Linked DNA regions of Ovis aries: region 1 is linked to region 2. A link is a contact called in public Hi-C data. All regions are on one chromosome and are shown on one strand. The core of a region is the stretch at or near the end of the contact, and the rest is flanking DNA. Distances in the headings are between cores, read along the strand shown.

Region 1 (3,132 bases), core at 473-2,972, 51 kb after region 2:
CAGTCAAGCTGGAGACAAATGGATATCTTCTGAGAAAAGAGGCTGAAGATGGTTTCCCTTATCAAGAAGAGCCATGGAAAACTGGTCACTTTCTTCTTTTACAAATACTAGAAGGCAATAGGATTTTTCAGTTTTGGAGATCTCAAGAGAGAAGTAGCAATGTTCTTCTCTTATTTTTATTGGCTTAGAAAAGTGCCCTATAAGCAGTGCTTTAAAATATTTAAATGTATGCCTATATATTTTAAGTTTTAGCGAGAAGAAGAGGAATTACCATGTAACTTGAAACCCCGAATGATTCCTGTTTTCAAATTACTACTAGTATTACTACTAGTAAGCTTTTATTATATATCCCCGTAATACTCCCAAGAATCTTGTCAGGTATTGTTACACTTACTTAAGAAACTCAGGGTCTGAGGGGTCCCAGCGCTTGGTCAAGATCACACGGACACTGGACCGGTGAGAACCTAAACCTCAGAGCCCAGCTCTCAACCGTGACCTCTGCGGCACCCCGTCCTTTCGGAATCCTTTACACTCACCTCCCTTATTTAGCACTTGAAATCTCTCTTGTGACCCAAGATGGATAAATAAGTTATAAATCACTGAGGAAAAGAAAATGTTTAGGAGACTATCGCCCAGGCCGATTGGGGAGTATTTAGGGAGGGTAGCCTTGCCGGTGCAGGATATTCTTTCTGTCCGCAGCCCCCGAGCACGTTCCGAAACCTAGCAGGGACATTAGCTGGCTCTACCCCCGCCCTCGGGCGGTGCCCGAGGCAACAGCAACTCCAGGCTGTGAATTCCGAGAGGTGGCTGCCGCGCCCACGCCCCCGCGGGCGCCAGGACTTGGGTGCAGATCCCAGACCCAGGAGTGATCCTTATCTCCTGGCCCCGGGGCGGGTCCAAAGGCTGCCCAGCTTAGCCAGGAACTTGAGTCCAGGACAGACGCCTGGTTCCAGAGGTCTCTGGCCGCCAGTTTTAAAGAGCTAGACCCTTTTCGGTTGAAGACCCCAAGCCTCTCTTGCTTTTAGGCTTCTTTCCCTCGCCTTATACTTTATCTGCGTCCAGAAAAGTTGGCCCTAAAGTTTAAGGATGCAGATAAGTGTGTGTATACGTGTGTGGGCGTGTGACGGATCCCATTTGGGGGACCACCACGGCCCCCCCTCCCCAGGGTCGCAGAGGCTGGGGCACACCCTACTCAAAGACCAGAACCCGCCCTCACAGTGCAGGTTGGGGGGAAGCCGGGCAGGCGCACTCCTCTGGGTTGGGGTCAGGGTATTAGAGGGAACTGCGGCGGGGGGTGGGCTGGGTGACGGACAGCGTGGCCAGCCACTGGCCGAGGGCGGTAAGGAAGCTTAGGCCGGCGTGTGTGCGTGCGTGTGTGCGTGAGTGTGAGCGCGAGGGTGAGTGTGCGCCTCCCCAACCCCCACCTGTTTGAAATGGTTTTAAAATACCCAAGCAGATTGCCCATGTTTTTAAGTTGCAGTCAGTTGGAGTAAAACACTTCCTCCTCTCCCAGACCCCCGAAGGGGCTATGCAGAGTCGTGAGCACTGAAATAAAAGTAGGAATGAGAAGGGTGTGTGAAGGGGGAGAAAAGTGGCTGATCCTGGAGAAGTCGGACTTAGGACCCAACGGGAAGCACATTGGAATCTCTCACTTCGGGAAGGCGGGGTGGGGCGGGCCGGCCGGCAGGCGGTCGCGGGGCGCATGCGCGCGCGTCTCCTCTTGCCGGCCGCTGCGCTCGGCGGCGCGGAATAGAATGAACTGTAACAAAACAAGCCGAGCCTTTGTATCTGCTTAAAGGGGACGCAGGCACTTCCCTCCTGTCCCCCCCGCCCCCGCTCAGCTACCGCGTCTCCAGGGCTCCCAGCAACTGCCTAGAAGGGCTTCCCTCACCCTCAGAAACTGCCCGCCAGCGAGGAAAGGCGACCCAGGCGGGAGGCAAAGAGGAGACACCGCATTTCTAAGAGGCAAGAAAGAAAGGAAGGAAAAAAAAAAATAATCCAAGCTGCGCAGAGTGGACTCTGGTCCCAGAGAGCACGGTCGGGCGCCGGAACGTGGACCGAGAAGCACCGGAATGCAAACAAAGCTCGCGGGCGCCTGTGCAGGGCTCGCGGGGAAGCCCAGAAAGTTTGTTTTATGATGGCTTGAGTGAGCGAGTGTGTGCAAGGGAGCGAGGCTGCCAAGTTTCTCTCTCCCGCTGCGTTGTTTGTGGGGGGAGATGTCTCTCCCATGAACCAGCAGGGGCTTGGGGGCTTGTGCTGTGGGGGGCACCTGTCTCTCATTTTATCATTATTTTTTTTGGCGGGCGTAGTAGGGGTGTAACTCATCATGTCGAAAGTGATCCAGAAGAAGAACCACTGGACTAGCAGGGTTCACGAATGCACCGTAAAACGGGGACCCCAGGGAGAGCTGGGGGTGACGGTGCTGGGGGGCGCGGAGAACGGAGAGTTTCCGTATGTCGGAGCGGTGACGGCTACCGAAGCGGCGGGGCTTCCCGGCGGCGGCGAGGGCCCTCGGCTGAGCGAGGGCGAGTTGCTACTGGAGGTGCAGGGGATCCGGGTGTCCGGCTTGCCCCGCTATGACGTACTGGGAGTCATCGACAGCTGCAAGGAGGCCGTCACCTTCAAAGCCGTCAGACAAGGTAAGTCGGGCCGCGCCTCCTGGAGGCGCCCCCAGAAAAGAACCGGCCTGAGAAGTCTCCCCCCCGCCCCCCTTCCGATTTCCCGCTTTTCTTCTGCGAACGCGGCGTAGGGGCGATGTTGAGGCCGTGTGCCCAGTGATGGTGAAATACACCAAGTTGTTGAGAGGCTGTGGGTTGCTTGCCCACCTGCGTTGGGAAGAGGGGCTTGGGTTAGCTCGGGGAAGCGCAGAGATTTTTCCCTGGCCCGGTTTGCTAACCTGTTATCTCTGCAACCAAGCGCAGCAGTGGCTTGCCTGCACCGGGAGGAGAGTTGGGGAACTGAGGCAGGGGCAAAGTGGACGCTCTCCTGGCTCCCTGGGCGAGTGTTGCAGCGGGCGCAGCTACTGTGTTCTTTGATCTCTTATTTGTTTTCAGACCTAGAGAATGGGTATGAAGGAGGTGAGGGTCTTTGATTGTTGGACATCCTTAATCAAAAAATCAGCATCACCCCGTG
Region 2 (2,957 bases), core at 165-2,664:
AAAGTAGAGAGAAGGACAGAGACTATAAACCAGTAACAATTTAGACTTATTTTGTACTTTTTTTTTTTAAAGTATTTATTGAGTACTAAAGAGCTTCCCAAGTGACTCAGTGAGTAAAGAATATGCCTGAAGTGCCAGAGACACAGGTTTGATCTCTCAGTCAGGAAGATCCCATGGAGAAGGGTATGGCAACCCACTCCAGTATTCTTGCCTGGAGAATCCCATGGACAGAGGAGCCTGGCGGGCTACTCATAGGGTTGCAAAGATCTGGGCATGACTGAGGCAACTGAACATGCATGCATTGAGTACTAATTTGTGAAGCTTCATTCATACTCACATGTGAACATCACAGTAACTTTGCTGATTATCTACATCAATCCTCATTTGAAAGATCAAAGCAAACACAATCCCAGTAGTCAAGCACTTACACAGGTGACTGCGGCAAGAGTTAAATCCAGGTGTGAACTAGGGTCAAGGCCAAAATTTTACCCCCTCCCCTTGCCCTCTCCAAGGTCAGCCAGGAAAGAACAGAAAGTAAACTGAAAAGATAGAGGCACATGACAGAAGGATGAAAATAAAGAATTGGTTTTAGACCCATTTCCAGAGTCCTCTTGGTGGTATCCAGTATTAATTGTGGCAATCACCACTGAGGCAATCACACATTTACAAATTTTTATAACTTGAAGGTACTGCCCAGAGTAAGATTTCCCATGCAGGAGAAGAGGGTCCTCATACTCTGCTTTTTGGCAAGCTTAGGTATGGCTCTCAGACCCAACCCTATCCATTGCCTGTTTTGTTTTGTTTTTAATAAAGTTTTATTGATGTAGAGCCACTCTTGTTCATTCAGGTGTTGGTTTTGGCTGTGGTTGCTTTCATACCTCACTGACAGAGGTGAGAGGTTGTAACAGAGCCATTAAAAGCCTTAAATATCCTCTACTCAATACTCTATAATGAACTGTATGGAAAAGAATTTAAAAAAGAATGGATATATGCCTATGTATAACTGATTCTCTTTGCTATAGAACAGAAAGTAACACAGCATTGTAAATTAACTATACAGTCCAATAAAAATTAAGTTTTAAAAAGCCTTAATATTGACAATCTGTCTTTAGTAAAGTAAAATAAATAAATAAGCAAACAGAAGTGAAGTGAAAGTGAAGTCGCTCAGTCGTGTCTGACTCTTTGCGACCCCATGGACTGTAGCCTAACAGGCTCCTCTGTCCATGGGATTTTCCAGGCAAGAATACTGGAGTGGGTTGCCACTTCCTTCTCCAGGGGATCTTCCCCACCCAGGGACTGAAACCGAGTCTCCCACATTGTATGCAGACGCTTTACTGTCTGAGCCACCAGGGAAGTAAACCTCAGTTAAATAGAGTCAGGAGACCAGAAGGGGGAGCCCTCACACCCTAGGAAGAAAGACTTTTCTTTCCTGGCAAGGACTCAGCCAATGAACAGTCATGGAGCCTTTGTTTACTCTAGCCCTCCCAACTTCCTTTTCCCCTCTATAAAAGCAGTTTCCTTCCCTGGCTGTGCAAGGATTGCTGGAGTTGCAGATTCAAATTGCAATTCTCTACAGATCCCAAATAAATGACCCCCACCTCTTTTTTTTTTTTTTTTTTTGCTGGAGAAATATCCAGCGGTCTACTTATTTCAGGTCAACACCCTTTACAGAAAAGTTTACCAACCTTTGCTCTCTGATGTGGCTACAGTTCAAAGATCTTCCTATTTATACCACACCAGCTCCATTGCAACATTAAGCTGAAGCCTTGGGACCAAACACTAAAAATCTGTTTCCATGGATTTTTCCACCGCTGAACACATGGATTCAGGGCTAATGCTGGACCTCTGTATCATAATGAAAACTTTAATTAAATATTCAGCGATACAAAACCCATTCAGACTCCCACTCTTTTGTGTGACCAGTCTGTACACCAGGAGACACCCCCTGAACCTTGTTAACACATGCCCTTGTGCACGCCTGTTACCTCGATGAAAAACGTGACAGTAATCTTAATTAAGTTTAAATCCACTGGATTCGTATTCTATCGAGTCACAATAAATGAATGTGAAAGAAAATGAAGACAGTCGCCTTAGGGAAGATGACTTTTAGAACAGGGTTGGGAAATAGAGGGAAAATGGGCATCTTGGCTGTCTTTTTGAACTGACAGAAAACTGTAGTGATTACATTATTCAGCAAGTAATGAAATGTTCCTACACACTTATTCTCAGAGGGGAGAACCTGGGGTTTTAATCAGTTGGTAATGCACTTCCCTCAAATCTTACAGATTTGTCAAATGCTGTAAATGAACCACAGTTTTCTCTCTTTTCGTCTCTGGGGCCCAGCTCTAGTTTTTCAATCAGCACAGGCAACTTTAAGCAGACAGGACAGCTGGGAAGGGAAACAACCCTTCCCAAGAACGGCTGAGCTCCACGTGCTGGCCCCAGCTGTGTGTGAAGGGCTGCCGACCCCACCGATCCCTCAGGTTTTTCTGAAGCCTCCTTTAAGGCGGCAGAGGCAGAAGGAGCTGCAACATTTAAAAATTTTCTGGGCTCCTAATGGAAAAGCACTCTTGGTAGGTAAAGTCTGGTTTCTGTGCTCGGTTCACAGCGACCACACAACGTGCTTTGATGCCTGACTCGGCGTGATCCTTTTCCTGTCTAATTTCAGCCACTTGTCATTTCTGTTTCCTCTTGGCTTCAAATGCATTGTGGCAATCCTTTCCTGAGGGCGGGGGTGGGGGGCTGTACCATCAATCTTCCTGTGGATTATTCACTGGTTGGATTATAGGAGGCATGTTTCTAATCCTAGCTGGGCTTCCACATGCCACCCAGCACGATCTCAGCCAAACCCTCTGCCATCTTACATGCTGGGGAAAGGAAAGCCAGTTTGAATTAGTTAATTCTGGTCTCTGCCTAAGAGAAACAGTACTACCGGAAGATTAAGAGGAAAGGCTTTT

The links. A called contact is a pair of places that touch in the nucleus more often than the background predicts.
Region 1: a contact with region 2 is called in a Hi-C map of liver, with 3 times the contacts expected there. The contact joins the promoter of MAGI1 here to the enhancer-like site in region 2. A contact is called at or near these places in 3 of 16 Hi-C or Micro-C datasets (liver and skin fibroblasts).

What each region holds. Positions count from the first base shown.
Region 1 is chr19:35,498,758-35,501,889 of ARS-UI_Ramb_v3.0, forward strand. It overlaps MAGI1 (membrane associated guanylate kinase, WW and PDZ domain containing 1), which reads left to right and starts at 1,723. Exons shown (of 24, transcript XM_060402248.1): 1 at 1,723-2,639. The coding sequence starts at 2,327. LOC132658178 (a long non-coding RNA gene) reads right to left here and starts at 1,625. Exons shown (of 3, transcript XR_009597421.1): 1 at 395-1,625.
Region 2 is chr19:35,447,792-35,450,748 of ARS-UI_Ramb_v3.0, forward strand. No RefSeq gene overlaps it. Among named protein-coding and RNA genes, the nearest start is that of TRNAY-GUA, 12 kb to the right of the region's middle. Within about 2 kb of position 1,415, at least 2 of the 54 cell types and tissues checked have an H3K27ac peak or open chromatin away from gene starts, as enhancers often do. A contact at or near this core is called in liver, where this site is marked.